Linked DNA regions of Mus musculus: all the other regions are linked to region 1. Evidence: chromatin contacts called from public HiChIP or PLAC-seq and promoter capture Hi-C data. All regions are on one chromosome and are shown on one strand. The core of a region is the stretch at or near the end of the contact, and the rest is flanking DNA. Distances in the headings are between cores, read along the strand shown. Region 1 holds the start of Ifih1 (interferon induced with helicase C domain 1). Region 2 holds the start of Kcnh7 (potassium voltage-gated channel, subfamily H (eag-related), member 7). Region 3 holds the start of Slc4a10 (solute carrier family 4, sodium bicarbonate cotransporter-like, member 10).

Region 1 (2,700 bases), core at 150-2,649:
GAAACAGAGAAACAAGAACTAATTCCTCATCTGACTTATTTATTATTTACTAAGCTCTACAAACTCTAAGACATGGAAGGGGGACATTGGGAACCTGGTAATAAATATTTTAGCCTTATAGGCCATATTACCCACACCCAACCGTGAAAAGGCAACTATAAAAAAGTATATAATAAGCACTAAGGACGAGAGTTCCAATAAAACTTTATCAACACTTACAATTGAAAAATCAGACAGCTAAAGAACATTCTTAGTTTCTGGTTCTTAAAATACGAATAGAAGGCTAGATGCAGCGGGTGGGCCATAGCTTACTGGCTGACATACTGAGGAATAGGTAAAACTAAATCATAAAATTCAGTATCACCTGGAATTGATTAATCATAATGATGGCAAGGCCGCTTCTGTTCTTCCTGGGAGACCAAGAATGAATTGTTTAACTTACCTTGTTTTTCTCATCTGTTAAATGGACTCCCTGTGGGTTATTTTGAACAATTATACAAGATGGGGAGGTTGCGCTGACAGAAGTCAAAAGCCGCCCTCTAGGGAAAAAATGTACAAGCAACCCTGCTTCCTGCTTCCCAAAATCTTCCAGAAACCTGTCTCCGACTACATTGACACCTACCCGATTTCTGTCTTCGACTGTCAATAGTCCCTTCTCGAAGCAAGTGTCCAAGACATCGTTAATCAGAAGTTTGTCCACCAAAGTGGGCTGGAGGAGGGTCAGCAAGTGGAGACACTCGTCATGGGCAGTCTCAGAGGAAGGAGAGGGCAGATCAGTGAGTGTGGGTTTGACATAGCGCGCGGCTAGGGGATTGCCACTGTGCTCTAGGGCCTCCACGAACATCTGCGTCCATCCCAGAGGCCATTGTCCCTGCTCCAAGGTGCTCAGCAGCAGTTCTGCCGCGCTGGTGTTACCACAGGTGTTGATCTTTTTAAGAATCTGCTCTTTGGTTTCTGCAGACAGAAAGATGAGGTGGTCCAGCACTGGCTCCACCTGAATGTACATTTTCAGCCTGGGCCTGAAGAATAAGATGAGATTCCTGAAGCTGTCCTCTGCAGAACAGACAATCGACATCGTGAGGTCTCAGGAAATGGGAGAGGAGTCTCCCGGGCGGGCGGGGCGGGCGGGAGGACGATCCTCAGGTGGCAGTGAATGTGTCCCCGCCTGAACTGCCTGAGAGCCGCAGGTACCAAGTAGCCTCCGAGCACCGGATCGATCGGTGGCACCCGGCAGGGGGCAGACGAGCCAGGACAGCGCTGCAACTGGTGGGCACAGACCCGGGACCGCTCTCGCTCTGCGGCCGCTGGGACGTTCACCCTCAGGGAGCTTTAAGTATTGCCTTCCACCCACAGATCGGTTTCTGTTTCGATTCTCTTCTCCAGACTTTCCTAACGTCAACTTCCGGGCCAGAGAATAAGTTTCGTGAGGGTGGAGGAGGCCTGTGGAAGCGGCGGGTTAGGTGAGGACTTTGGTCAAGAGCACCGTGAGAAAGTGAGAAACAGGAAAGGGAACGCGAATTCTTCCTTGTGTTGAGAAAGCAAGCGGTACTCTGCACTATTTTATTTAAGGATACTTTTGTCTTCACCGCTGGGTGCCGCTTAGAAGACTGTACTCACTTGTCAGTTAATAGGGAGAGGGCGAGGAAGGTCTTGGGGGAAAGGAAGAATTGCCCCTAAGCCTTGATGTGAAAATTGAGTTATTCTCATTTGTGGGGATCAAGGGGTGGGGGTGGGGGTGGGGCAGACAAAGAGAGGTTCCAGACCTCCAGGGGGCGTTTCTGCATCCATCCTACCATAAACTTCCCGCCCAGTGGGGTCCCAAAAACTAATTTGTTCCTCCAAGAACGGGGGCTTAAGTATGAAAAAGTGAACTACTCTCAACAGCTTTATTTTCTCATGCTTTGTTTGGCGGTGTAATATTTATTCAGCTTTGACCGGGGCCTGCCTAATGACAGATGCATGCTGACTTTAGCCACCAACTGAGTTTAGGAGGAAGCCAAGACTGAAGGCTTCCTAACTCCCAGTATGCAAGGTCCCTGTATTCTCTAGTAGACAACTCTCTTACAATAAAACAAAAACAAAACAACAATACAAAACCCTCAACAACTTATTTTTTATATAGCTGCCATTCTTTTCTTGGACTGATTACAACACGTTTTGGCTGAAGCATCTAGTAACTTAATTAGCAACTAATGCACTGCCTTGGAGTAAACATTACCATTTGTCTATGTCATGGGAGGGAGAAAAGAGGCGTTCAGAGTGAGAAATAAAGACAGCAGCTTTGTTTCAGTACAGAAAGAGCATAAAAGAGAGTCTGTAGGTTGCCGTCCCCCAAGCAGGCAACTAGACCACCAGCTATGGAGGAACATTAACACTTTGAAAAGAACTTCCTGGCCCAGAATCCTATGGAGAATAGAAGCTATCAGATAGTCACGTTTAGAAAAATTAATCTTTTAGAGGAGATATTCACTGAAATCTGGGGAGGCCAGGGAGGCCTGGGATTCTTTGAAAACAGTAGGAGAGCTGCAAGATTTTCATGAACCTCGTGACAGCGTTCAAAATAACCAGAGCAGCACTTTATGCCATGCCCTCCTGTTAGTCTCTAGTTACGATTACAAACCTGAGATCCACTCTAAACGATTGTAAGCTGCACTCTGTAAAACGTTTTAGGAGTACCAAGTCATGCTGATTCCTGCCTGG
Region 2 (2,700 bases), core at 124-2,623, 540 kb after region 1:
ATAAACCTTCATACTTTCATAATGTTCAATTCCAAAAGATAAAAAGAAAATGCACACTATACAGTTTGAATAGTGATAGAAAACAGTTTTTAAACTTTCTGTTTGGAACAAGCTATAATTTTATGTAATAGATATTTTAATTCAAGTCACATTAGGTGTGATAACAAGTTATATTTGCTATTTCCATAAAGAATATGGAACAGAATAGAGAAGTTAATGTTGTTCACAGGTACCAGATCTTCACATCACTAAGTGCAGTACTGGAGAAACATATAATGTATGCAACATAAATGCACGCTGAGGTAGATTTAGTGCAGAATACAAATGGATAACTACAGGATTTTAAATTATTATATTTATAGAAAATAATTCCTGGTGGCTTGCTTACATGAGTACAGAAATTTTTTTTCTACATTCAATCTCTGTGGGATTTACAGACTGCCCTTCAATTTTTAAATTTCTACACCTTATATTTAGGGAGCGACAAAGAGACACAAATACGGTTTTTCAGTAGTGAGCTGCTTGCACTCAAACCAGTCCACTGCTCACCAAATTATTCTTTTGCGTCTATTTTCAGTTTCCGTACAAAGTTCAGTTTTAAGAGCCAACTAACATCAAGCAAACAGCATCCTTGACATTCCACAGCCCAGCAGTTTACCAGCAGAAAACAGTTTGCATAGCTGTTGGCATCGCCACTACCATTTACATGTTCTTGTTTCCAGCCTATAGTCGGTTCTGCTCCTGACTTTACAAAGTCTGCCACAGAAAAAGCTTTAGAATACAAGCCCATGTTTTACCAGCACGTTCCCTTTAAGGTAGTAGACTAGTAGGGCATGAAGTAGCAAGGCAGATAATGGAGCAGTGGGAGAGGAGGATCAAATTGCCTTGTACAATGGAGTCCATAATATAAAATGTAAATCCAAATTAATATTAGAACACCCCCGCTGCCATCTGAACTGCCTGCCTGGCTTTCCCAGCCTCTAACTTGACAACCTGGAGTTGTCCATCCCTCTAGCTTGGAAGTGACGGACGCCAAGTGCTCTACCAAAGCAGAAAGCGAGCGACAGGGAGAGAACAAACGAACTTACTCTGCCCTTCAAATTTCCGTATGATGGTCCCCAGGAAGGTGTTTTGCGGTGCCACATGCCCCCTGCGAACAGGCATGTTGCCCCGGGTCTTCGCCGAGCGCTCCGAGCTCAGAGTTCTCCCGGGATGTCTCCCGGGCTAGAGCCCAGGCCGGCGCGCAAGCCGCTCTTTGTGGCAGCGCATCTTCTTTGGGGAGCAGAAATCTCTTCCCATTAGCACCACTTCGAGACACCCGCGTTCTCCGCCGAAGTCCAATCCATCCCGCTCACCTTCCGGAGGGGGCCTCGCACCGGCCTGCGTCGAGTGAGAGGCTTGGGGGCGGGGAGGGGAGGAGGCGGGGTGCGGGAGGTGGCGGAGGAGGGCCGAGGAACGCGGGGGGCGGGCTGGGCTGGGGTGGCGGGGCGGGGAGTCACAAGGGCAATCGATCTGTTTCTCTTCTCCCAAACAGCGCCAATTTCTCAGTGCAAATGGGCTTAACCTGGCTGTTGCCCAGAGCCCCAAGGATTGCTGGTGGGCGGGGGTGGGGTAGGGTGGAAGACTTGTGCGCCTTTTGCAGGAAGGGAAAAAAGAAAAGGAGGCAGGGTGGGGGTTGACGTTACTGTCCCCGCCCTCTCCCCCTACACACACACACACACACACACACACACACACACACACACACACACAGCCTTTATCCTGGGAGCTTGGGCGCCGCCAGAGCTCGGGTTACTCAAGCGTGCCTTATCGGAAGGCAGCCAAGAAATCTCCCAAACTCAGTGATAAAACAGCTACTCTGGGAAGGTGATCTCCATGGCCACTAGCCACAGGGCTCCATCCTTAAGGGATTCACACTATGGTAGCTAACACGCCCTCAGTTGCAAAGAAAAGACAGGTGGGAAGCCAGCCCAGCCCTTTAATGAGTGCTTCTAGGCTCTGCTGGCGCTCGGGATGCTGAAGATCGAAGATGAGCCACCTAAGAGTGCAGGTACAATTTCAGGGTTCAGCTCTGACCCTGACACCCTCAGGGGTGGTCTCTGAATAAAGCCAGGACTATCCAAAGCACCGCTGAGCATACCGGGTTTCCCCAAGGGAGTCCCAGAGGAGTTGCAATGATGAGGGTGACTGGGTCTCCCTTGTGCTAGAGGTTGACAGAACGATGTTAAGGCCAAAGATTGTGTAAGCAAATGGTACAAAACAAGCCCAGAGTTTGAAAAGGGTGAGGCTGAGCGCCTGGGAGAAGGAACAAAAGGTGGGTGGGGCTAGGAGTTCCCTGCCTTCAAGTGACCTCCCTTGTTAATTACCTCCTAAACCCAGTAGCCAAATTCCTTCTGTTTTCTCACCTTTGCTAAGGGAGTACTTGCATAAGACAGAGTTCCAAGGGAAACATTGAGACCTCTTCCTTTTAGCTTCACAGAGGCTTCCCATGTGGGAATCTCTTCCTGATTATACATGCACTTTGTTTGGTTCATATGTTCCTGGAGACTTAAGGCAAGCTGTGCTAAGGAAACATCTTTTCAAAGTAGATTTTTCCAGGTTTCTTCTCCTCTCCTCTTACTTCTCTCCCTTCATTTATGTAGTCAGCTTTAATAGCTCTATCCACGCCCCTTTTTGTAAGTATTTTCGGTCACCATTTCA
Region 3 (2,700 bases), core at 158-2,657, 600 kb before region 1:
CATCAATTTTTTTGTAGAAAATCAAGTTGAGCCCACTTATTCCTAGTCAAATATCTTAAGATTCAGTTCCATTGTATAATCTAAATGTCCTATGAACAAAACTGTTACTCTTAACATTACAGTATAAAAACTAGTAGTTTCCCAGAAAGCAATAAAAACTTATTTTAAGAATTGTATTGAAGATGAAAAAGTTATCCATAATTCCATCTACAATAAGAGATATATAAACTTTAGTGTATTATTAATATTATTTTATGTAAATTCCCACCATTAAGGATTATAAAATCTGGTGGCTTTTTAAGTTTATAATAAATTATAGCCATCCTCTTTTAGCTCCTAAGAGATTTTTATTTTTATATACTTTAAACTTTTATATTCTTAGTCTGAGGTCCAGGGATAGATGGATTTCATTACTTAAAATAGATACAACCAGGAACTGTTTTGGCCGCCCCCTATAATCTCAACATTTAAGACTAAGAGACAGGACGATAACCATTTCAAGGCTACTCTTTGCTTCTTACTGAGACCCTCTCTCAAAGACCTAAGAGATGGACATACAGCTCAGCGGTAAATATTTGCCTAGCATATCTGAAGCCCTGGGGTTGACTGCACATTCAGAAGACAGATCCCATAATTAATTTCAAGAAATATGTATGCAAAATGAATTCCATAATTATTTAAAGAATGTGTGTGTAGACCATCGCCAATGTCTTTTTTCTAATGGTGTTCTTTGACTCCTCTCCTTCCATGAATTACTTAACTAGTTAAGGCAAGGAATATATGCCTAAGCTACTGATCAGATTTGCCACCTTTTAATTGACCTTTAATATATTTTAGTCATTGCTATTGCTATTGTCAGAATATTTTCCATTCCTGTCTGTTTTGAGAGACAAATTTTAGAAAAAAATCCTTTTTAATAGTGTATGACTTGCCAGTTTCTCACAATTTAAACATAGTAAATGTCTATTTTACCACTTACATTTTTAAGTTAGTGAATGGTTCAAGCTCACTGACATTCTAATTTTGAAGTCATATTACCTCAAATATCATACTAAATGATAGTAGGTAAGAGAACTCCTATTTAGACTTTGCATTGACATCACCATATTTGAACTATTATTTCCTATTGGATTCTGGAATGCAGTGAGTGTCTTAAGGTGTCAAAATCAGACTGAACTGGTTAGAGGCCAGCATGAACTCATTTGTTTAAGAAGTTATCATCTCAGGCAAAATTCTCACTGCCCTTTGGACTTGTAGCATCATCGTCTGTACTTTATACAAGTATCCAGGTGTGGGCAGTGATTCAGGGCTTGGGGATCTCTCTTACCGGCCCAAGGATTCAAGGCAATCAGTGCAAAACCTGGCCAGCAGCCCGAGTGAGTAGGAGCCATGTGACTCTGGTGAGTTGGAGTGTGCAGTTGCCTCCTGCTTCAGAGCTACCTGATCCGAATACTAAGCAGAGCGAGTGCCCGGCTGAGTGGAAGACACTGAAGACACTGCAGAGCAAGGTGCTTTTTTTCCAGAGGTGTTACAGAACATGGAGATTAAAGACCAGGGAGCCCAAATGGAGCCGCTGCTGCCTACGGTAAGAGACAACCTGCTGTCAAATAGATTAACCGCTTTGCTGCTGAACCTGTCAGGCAAGTGGTACGCTGCTAGGTGCTGGCAGAGTGTACTTTTGGGGTGGTGGATAGCTCCCACAGCATATGGACAGGGTCTCCTCCCATCTCCGGAGACCAAAATGCTTAAAGCAGAGCACATGCTTTTTTTTTTTTTTTTCCCTCCTCAATATGGATGCAGCATGGTGATGAAATGTCTCATATTTGTTGCTGTTTGAAGAAATGGCTAGGGTTTAGCAGCAGGGACAGTTATGTGTCTTTCTCTCTGCCTGCTATTGCTTATCTTTCTGTTTCCGAAGATTTGCAGTGCTGACTCAAGCTCCTGCAAAGAACCCCCAAACCCCCTTATCCTATTTAGCCCTTAATACATTTCTTCCTGTGCTCCATCCTCAGGCAGTGAGGTGAGGGAATCTGCTGCTGTTTTGAAGCTCTAGAGATTTGATCTCAGCAGAAAACGGGAAAAGGGTCGTGTGTGTGTGTGTGTGTGTGTGTGTGTGTGTGTGTGTGTGTGTGTGTGTGTGAGTGTGTGTGGTCTGTCAGTTCTTTCTCAAATGGACGTGTGCCACAGTTCGTGTATGTGGAAGGTATGCGCTTTTGGAGACAGGCATACTATTCACATATGAGTATCTGAAAGGTTCCTGAACTGTCATTTGACATTAGCCCATTTGTTTATCGCTGGGTCCGTTAGCCGCCTGCTTGATTTAATATTTGGTGTGATTGATTTGCCTGTCTTCTACACAATCCCTCTGTCTGGCGCACAGACTTTGACTTAAGGCAGCATCCCTTTTAGTCTGGGGCAGCTCAAGGGAGGCGTGGGTGAGGGGTGGGAGGAGGTCAGTATATACATGGTGAAGCGGAGATGCCAAACGTTAGCTCCTAGCTTTCTATCAGCGTGATCATTGCTCAGAACAGCAGAAATCTCCGCAGCACCAAACCATGTAAGAGAGAAGCTCTTCGGTTGTGACCCACCTTGCAGACTAGGACCGCTGTAAACTGTCCTTTTCCAAATCCGTTCTCATCTTTCTAATACACAGTTATGTGATTCCGTAGAAGGATAGAGCAATTTCTGGGCCGCTGATTT

Evidence for each region. Promoter capture Hi-C pulls out the DNA fragments that hold promoters and counts their contacts. HiChIP or PLAC-seq counts read pairs in DNA pulled down with a chosen protein or histone mark.
Region 2: a contact with region 1 is called in an H3K4me3 HiChIP or PLAC-seq map of embryonic forebrain, with 4 times the contacts expected there. The contact joins the promoter of Kcnh7 here to the promoter of Ifih1 in region 1. A contact is called at or near these places in 1 of 484 Hi-C or Micro-C datasets (the HL-1 cell line) and 2 of 115 datasets of contacts at active chromatin or transcription factors (embryonic forebrain and forebrain).
Region 3: a promoter capture Hi-C map of hippocampal neurons shows a contact between it and region 1, with 2.2 times the contacts expected there. The contact joins the promoter of Slc4a10 here to the promoter of Ifih1 in region 1. A contact is called at or near these places in 3 of 39 promoter capture datasets (embryonic stem cells and hippocampal neurons), 1 of 15 datasets of contacts at CTCF or cohesin (large pre-B cells), 1 of 484 Hi-C or Micro-C datasets (cerebral cortex) and 3 of 115 datasets of contacts at active chromatin or transcription factors (astrocytes, forebrain and large pre-B cells).

Annotation. Positions count from the first base shown.
Region 1 is chr2:62,644,856-62,647,555 of GRCm38.p6, forward strand. It overlaps Ifih1 (interferon induced with helicase C domain 1), which reads right to left and starts at 1,400. Exons shown (of 16, transcript NM_027835.3): 1 at 623-1,400. The coding sequence starts at 1,075.
Region 2 is chr2:63,182,914-63,185,613 of GRCm38.p6, forward strand. Kcnh7 (potassium voltage-gated channel, subfamily H (eag-related), member 7) reads right to left here and starts at 1,374. Exons shown (of 16, transcript NM_133207.2): 1 at 1,089-1,374. The coding sequence starts at 1,164. It overlaps Gm34110 (a long non-coding RNA gene), which reads left to right and starts at 790. Exons shown (of 3, transcript XR_866371.2): 1 at 790-1,389.
Region 3 is chr2:62,045,108-62,047,807 of GRCm38.p6, forward strand. Slc4a10 (solute carrier family 4, sodium bicarbonate cotransporter-like, member 10) reads left to right here and starts at 1,408. Exons shown (of 26, transcript NM_033552.3): 1 at 1,408-1,585. The coding sequence starts at 1,538.